2 separate regions of the Oryctolagus cuniculus genome follow, and region 2 is linked to region 1. The links are chromatin contacts, called in public Hi-C maps. All regions are on one chromosome and are shown on one strand. The core of a region is the stretch at or near the end of the contact, and the rest is flanking DNA. Distances in the headings are between cores, read along the strand shown.

The links. Hi-C and Micro-C count contacts between places; a contact is called where the count stands out from the background.
Region 2: a Hi-C map of psoas muscle shows a contact between it and region 1, with 2.3 times the contacts expected there. The contact joins the promoter of NEURL1 here to the enhancer-like site in region 1. A contact is called at or near these places in 2 of 6 Hi-C or Micro-C datasets (psoas muscle and an unstated tissue).

Annotation. Positions count from the first base shown.
Region 1 is chr15:26,486,284-26,489,873 of mOryCun1.1, forward strand. NEURL1 (neuralized E3 ubiquitin protein ligase 1) reads right to left here. Exons shown (of 7, transcript XM_051824142.2): 2 at 3,327-3,386. Among named protein-coding and RNA genes, the nearest start is that of NEURL1, 40 kb to the right of the region's middle. Within about 2 kb of position 1,853, at least 2 of the 8 cell types and tissues checked have an H3K27ac peak or open chromatin away from gene starts, as enhancers often do.
Region 2 is chr15:26,526,267-26,529,856 of mOryCun1.1, forward strand. It overlaps NEURL1 (neuralized E3 ubiquitin protein ligase 1), which reads right to left and starts at 1,733. Exons shown (of 7, transcript XM_051824142.2): 1 at 1,068-1,733. The coding sequence starts at 1,152. It overlaps LOC127484235 (a long non-coding RNA gene), which reads left to right and starts at 1,796. Exons shown (of 2, transcript XR_007911102.2): 1 at 1,796-2,046.

The DNA of each region.
Region 1 (3,590 bases), core at 603-3,102:
AAGAGGCTCCTCCGGCTCGGGAAAGCGAAGACAAGGGGACATTGGACCTTCTTAAAGAATCAGAAGGGGTCATGTGGCAGCAGAGCCACGTGGACTTTTGTTTGCTAGCACGTGGTCCAGACAGACATAGTGATGCCAGCGTCTCGGAGACGTCTTGGGGCAGGCAGATCCATCCGGTACCCGAGCAGGGACTTTGGACATGGAATCCCACAGGCAGGAAGCAGGGCTGGGCATGCCCCGGGGGCTCCCAGCTCTGGCAGAATTCCCAGCTGGTCTTCAGTAAACTGCCCTTCCTTCGCTGCCCTAGCAGCCTCTGGCCCCATTCAGGGAAGTGCAGCTGCCTGGGCTCTCCCAAGACCCTCCCTGCCACCATGGCCATCCCTGCTCTCCCGCCATCCCCCTCTCTCCCAGTGCCTGTCTGCCAGCTCCTCTTCCCTCCGGGGCGCCAGCTGGGTTTTCATGGTGGGTTACCCTACCCGGCTCTCTGCTCACTGAGTCCTTTCTCATCTGTGTCCTCCAAGGCCCTGCCTACATCTGCCTTCTAGCAACTGCAGGGGAGAACATGGGACAAACTCACTGAACAACGGGAACCATCCAAATTACAGCCCGCAGGCCTCTCAGATGGAAGAGCCTCCTCAGAACACTGGGTCCAGCCCTGCCATCAGGCAGGCAAGTCCTGTGCCCATTTTGTAGATGTAGCCATGAAGACCTAGTACGTTAGAGACAGCCTTGAGACTCCATAGTGGGTGGAGGACAAAGAGGCCTCGAGCGCAAGATGAATGTCTGCTGGCCCTAGGTTTAGTGGGACATCCAGGTCAGGGCATCAGCAGGGGAGAAGACAAAGCTGCACAGGGCATGGAGGAGGCGGAAGTGACTGTTGGCCCTGGGGGTAAGTCAGGGAGGGGCGTGGCCCTGGTGGGAGGAGCTGGGAGGCAGCTCCTAGCTGCCATGGGGTTTTTTCCATCAAGAACAAGAGACAATTTGATAGAGCTGATGAGTCACCTGGCATTTGGGGCTTAAGGACAACCTGCCAGGCCATCCTCCTTACCACAGTAAGCGGGGCCTGAGAGAGAGGAGCAGGGAACACGGCCTCCTCCCATGCCCGGAGCCAGCACAGGAGTGGCACTGCCGCGTGGAGTTTGAAGACAGTGCAGCAGATGGAGGTGAGGACAGAAGGACAGAAAGCCACCAGGACCGAGAGGGAGACAGAGCTGAGTGCTGCAGAGAAACCTGAGCCAAGGAGCCCAGAGGGCGTCCTCTGGGGTTGGGACAGGTGCCCCGCGCTGACAGCTGCCAGCCGCCCGGGATGACGGGAACACAACAGGTGCACAGGCGGGGGTGGAGACTGAAAGGGAATCTGAGAAAACAGACCGAAGTTGGGCGTCCCTCCCACCGCTGGCCCATTGCCAAGTAGCCCTTTCTTGGACCCTCCGGAAACACAAACACACCTGCTCCTGCTCCCCAGTTCTGGGCTTCAGGGCCAGCCTGGCCAGCCTGGACTAGACAGAGGGGTCCCCGTCCATGCCAAGCAGAGAGAAGCGCACAAGGAAGAACGCAGGCTTCTATTCGCAAGACAGAGTGTGCCAGCCCACACCCATAGAGCCCCCAGCTGGAAGCAAACATTTGCCTGTGATAAGATCTCTGTCACCTGCCAGGAAGGGTGGATGGATCTGCCTTCCCCCACCCCCCGCACCCCAGGGGCTGTTGGGAGCTCTGGTCTAGAGGTCAGACAGGTCAGTGCTATGGCCATGTGACCAGGCAATCCGCTGAGCTATCGGGGCCTCGGCCACCTCTCCTGGAACATGGTGATAACACAACACAGGCGGGCGGGAGGGCTGAACGCGGCCAGGCAACTGCTCGGAGGCCCAGAGGATTCAGGAGCCCAAGCAGAAGCTGGAGAGCAATGACTCCGGGTGCAGGAAATGACTGCGGCACTGAGGATCTAAGCTACTTGGAGGAGGAGACATGGAGGACCTGCTTTAACAAGCACTGAGCCTGCCCCAGGCACCACTCTAAGCTGCCCATGTGTTTTTGCATGCATGCTGTATATGCAAATACATGGCACAGGGAGCCCAGTTCTCCTAAGGAAGGGGATTAAACATGGCCCCTTGTCACCTGGTAGGCATCCTGCCTTAGAGCAGGAGAAGGAATCTTAAACTTGAAGTGAACCCTTGTGCCAGAGACAGTAAGTGACGAACGACCAGGGTCTGCTTTCCTAAGATCTGCTCCCTCAGTATAACCTGGCTGGGGAAGGGAGGAAGGTCAATGCGACACTTATGGGGGGAGAGAGGCAGAGAGATGGGGAGACCCATGTGCTGCAGCAAGACGTGAGCCTCACCTGTCAGAGATATGAAAACGAATCGACTGATCCCTGCTGGGCCTGCCTGGATCATGAGAAAAGCTGGCCGCTGACGGCAGGAGGCTAAATCCTCTTCTTTGGGCAGACACCCCTCCCCCACCAGGAACACACATGCAAATGGCGTGCATGCCCACTCGCACCTTCAGGCCCATGGCTCAGCCAGAACTCCCAATGCCCACCGTTTCCAGCGCCAGGCCCCCAGCCAGCTGAAGCCACCCCAAGGCTGGGAGGGACTCCCCCCCGCCCCGGGCCTCTGCAGCCCACCCTGCCCCTCCCGAGGAGTCCGCTTCCTGCCTCCCACGCAGAGCTGGCTCACAGGGGAAGGCAGAGCACTGGACAGGCTGATGCAGATTTTCATGCCTGCTCCTGGGCCCTGGCCCCGGCCATCTGTGGAGTCTCCCGTTCCAACCTTTGGGCTGAAACACTGAGCATCACTGGTAGATGGACTGACAGTGCAGGACCACCCCACGGGGCCCAGGCCTTGGGTGGGAGCACTCCCGGAAGGCCCACTGGCAAACAGATCCCTATGGTTTGACAACACCAACCACCTGTCACTGTGCCATTAAGAGTGTTGTCTACACTGGGGCCTTCACAGCACGGCTGGAAGCAGACTCTGGAGTGAGGCTGCCAGGGTTCAAATCTCAGCCCAATTACCACCTGGGTGTCTGTTTCCTCTTCTCAAAGACAGGGTTCATGAAAACAGTCTTCCTCCCCGGGCTGTTGCAGGACGCAGTGAGCTGTCCTCAGGACAGCGTGGAATGGGAGGAGGGGCTATGTGTGTGTATGACGGGGCTGCTGCTTCCCCGCCTGACCCAGGAGGAAGCAGGGAAATGGCCAAACTGGGCCTGGGTCTGAGTCAGTCAGCCCAGAGCTCTACCAGCTGCCTGGGCCTTCTGCCCTGCAGAGCTTTATAGCACCCCCACTCCCTGTGTGGGTCCTCACTGTCTCCCCAGTCCACAGTGCTCACCAACTTGGCTCCCAGGAAGGACCTCAACCCCATCAGTAGGGACCCCAGCACCTCTTCCTCCTGTAAAAGTCAAGGAGGGGTTAAGACAAAGAAGCGCCCAGGTCAACTGAGACAGGTCTGCCACAAGCATCTTGAAACAGCTGCTTTGGGCCCCCAGAGTGGGAGGGCATCCCCAGAAACTCCGCACCTCCATGGAGACACAGAATACTGGTCCAGGTCACCTGGCTAATACTCAGCTAATCCCATACCCCCAGACATCTGCCA
Region 2 (3,590 bases), core at 483-2,982, 40 kb after region 1:
TCTGTAACTCTGCCTTTCAAATAAATAAATAAATCGTACAAATAAATAAAGGGTTTTACCAAGTGCTGCCCTGCTAGTTTCCAGAAGCAGCACAATAAACCCACTGCTTTTCCTTAGCTGATGTTCTGAGAGCTGGGGTGAGGATGTAGGATGGTGGCCCCATGTCTCCTCTGTCTCAGTCTTGAAAATTAACTGTCCAGCAAAAGAGGGGACAGAGCTTTTAAGTCAGAAGACGCGTCTGACGCCCGGGGTTCCCACTCCCGCTGGCCCGGGGAACCGTAAATAAGCCTCGGTTCTCCTCAACTGTAAAATGGGTATGATTAGCTCTGCTGCCAACCCAGGCACGCTGAGGTGTCTGCGGCAGGGGGACGCGAGGGAGTGGGCCCTCCCGACTGGGCTGCTGGTTCTGACAGGAACTGACAGGGCACAAGGGCCAGGGGTCCCCCAGAGGCAGCGCTGGGAGCTGCAAGGCCAGGGGCCAGGCGCTGGGTGACGCTGAGGGCGCGGGGCACAAAACCTTCCCGGGAAATGCGCCCCCGTTTCAAGGCTCCAAGCCGCTCTTTGACAGGGCTCCGACAGAACGCAAACCGAGCGAGCTCAGCGGATGCGAAAAGTCAACAGCTGCAAAGGACCCCGGGAGCCATGGGCGCCGCGCCGCCTGCCAGGCTGCTCTGCCCGGCCCGGATTGTTAAGACCCCCCGGATCCTGTGCGCAACCAGGGCTTCCGGCCTCCTCCCCCGAGGAGCCCGCGGGACCACCTGAGCTTCCCTCCACACTCCCGCACCCGCGCGGCGAGCGCCCTTCCCCGCCCCCTCCTCACGCCGCCTAGCGTCAGGGCCTGAGGGGACTCCGGGGACGAGCCCAGCGCTGGAACACGGAACGCCATCCTCCCCGACTTTCACCCTCACCCGCCGCGCGCCCGGCCCCCGCCAGGTGTGCACCCCCTGTCTCCAAATACGCCCAACAGGTGGCACCTGCCCGTGCTGCCCAACAACACGTCTGCAGCCCGCCTTGCCCTTCCACCTGCGCCCCGCGTCCCCCGGCGGCGCCGGGCCCGCGAAGCTTACCTTTGAGGTTCTGCGGGTGACCCCGCGGCGCCCGGCTCGGGTTCCCTCGCGGCAGAGAGGGGACACTGGAGAGGTTGTTACCCATGGCATCCGGCCCCGGGGCTCCGGCGCTGGCTGGGGGCAGGCGAGGTTGGGCAGCCGCCGAGGGGCTGTGTGCCAGTGCGCGCGCCGGTGCGCGCCGCCGGGGGAGGGCCCTGGTGGGGCTGCGGCCGGGGGCGGGCGGGCCGCTGCTCTCCTCCCTCCCTGTCTCTGGGCTTGGCGTCCTCGGCGGGTCCTGCTCGCCGCAGCTGGCCTCGCGCCCGCCGGCTACCTGCCTCCCATGCCCCGCGCCGGGGGCGGGGGCCGCGGTCGGGCCCCTGGGCCGGGGCCAGCGGCGCCCGGGGCTCCCCTCTCCCTACGGCTGGCGCTCGGGTTCCGGCAGGTGGCGGGCGGCGCGGCGGCTTCGGCGCGCTCCCCCGGGGCCATAGAGTCAGGGCTCGCGGCGCGGGCGCTCGGTGGCTCGGCTAGCCCGGGGCCCGGCGGTTCGGTGACAGGCTCGGTCCCCGCCCGCGGGGACGGCGGCTACGGCAACGCGCGTGGCGCCGGGCTCCGAGGGGCGCGGGCCGTGCCGGGTCTCCGCGGCCGCCGCGCTCGCGCTCCCGCCCCCTGCCGGCCCCTCCTGCGACCGCGGCCCGGGCCCCCGCAGTCTCCGGGAGTCCCCCGCTCCGGTTGCTATGGCGACAGCGGCGCCGGTGAATGAGCGTCTTAGTGACACGCGCGCGCCCGTTCGGCCAGATGTGGGTCCGGGGCGTTGCCGGCGGCGCGAGGAGTTGGGCTCCGAGGCCGGGGCTCCTGCCCTGGCAGGGCCCCTGGAGCTGCTTCTGGAAGACCGGAGGGGCATCTGGAAGGGACTCCGAGCGTCGCCTCTCGGATGTGCGGGTTTTCCCAGCGCCAGGTGCAGGGCTTGGAAGGGCGCAGTGAGCTCCAGGAAAACGAATGAGTGAGTGGATGACTGAACAAAGGAATGGAAATTAGGAACCCCGACACTCCACCCTCCGACCCAGTCAGGTCCAAAGGGGCGCTGGGGCGAGGGTTCAGCACCAGGACCCCAGGCGGTCCCATTGCTGCACAAACCGGGGGCTTTGGGGGGCACGCAGAGCAGACCCACAGGAGCGGGGCTCTGGTCAAGCTTGGGGACAGTCAGGGACAGAGCATCAGAGAACCACTGACTGAACTGAGCGGCTCTGTCCAGGCAGGTGGGATCCGCAGCCTGTAGCAGTCAGAGAAGGCTTCCTGGAGGAAGGGCCTCAGGTGACTGTTCCATCCGTGAGACTCAGCACTGCTGCCCAGAGCTTTCAGGGAGAGAAAGGGCACTCTCCTGCTACCTGCCCCGGCGTCACTGTCTCCCGGGGGAATGGAGGGGATGCTCCAGGCCCCTCCTCCCACAGTCAGGTCTCCTCCTTGGTCTGGCTTCAGCAAACCTGGTCCCCGGTCCAGCAAAGACCCCAGTGGGCAATGGGCATCTCATCCATCCTCTCCCAGAAGGTTCTCTCCCCACATCAGGCAGAGTTTGTGTCCTGACCCTCTCTGACCATTCCACGCTCTCAGCCACTTCTTTCTTTATTTATTTTTTTAAGATTTATTCATTCACTTGAAAGGCAGAGCCACAGAGAGGCAGAGGCAGAGGGAGACCGAGAAGTCCTCCATCCACTAGTTCACTCCCCAAATGGCTGCAACAGCCAGAGCTGGGCTGATGCAAAGCCAGGAGCCAGGAGTCTCCTCAGGGTCTGTCACGTGGGTGCGGGGCCCCAGCATTCGGGCCACCCTCCACTGCACTCCCAGGCCTCAGCAGAGAGCTGGATCAGGAGTGGAGCAGCCGGGACTCGAACGGGCGCCCACGTGGGATGCTGGCACTGCAGGCAGCGGCTTCACCTGCTACAGCACCGGCCCCTCAGCCACTTCCCATTCTTCTGTTTTATGCTCTTCACGCCTTGGATACAGAACCCCTCTTGAAGTAGCTTTCTCCTGTTCTGTTCTGCCCTCTCCCTCCCCCCAAGTAGATCATAAGTGCTCGGGGACATCACAAGTCCCTCCCGTTCACCCTGGGGTCCCTGTGTCCTGGGAGAGGCCCAGGACCAATGACCCGGTGAACCCCTGCCCGCCCGTGAAGAGCTCGGTTAAGTCCCTTGAGTTGAGCCCAGTAACCACCCTCTGGTGTCCTCGCCTCCGCTCCATTCCCACACCGTTCCTGGTATCACACCCTTAAATGTCGGGGATGCTGCGCAAGCTAGAAATATCTGAGACAGGCACCTCTGGGGTCTGGAAGAAAGATGGCCCCGACCCCGGCCTCCAGCATCTCAGATGCCCAGAGTCCCAGCCAGCCAGCTGCAGATGGGCAAGGCAGGCCAGGGCCTGCTGGCTTATTTATGGGCGGTGTGTTCCCAGGACACTCTCAATGGATGACTCACGCAACAGAAATCCCCGGGCTCTGACAGCTCCCTCCTCATGCATTTGCACACACACCTCTATGCGGTCTGCACACTC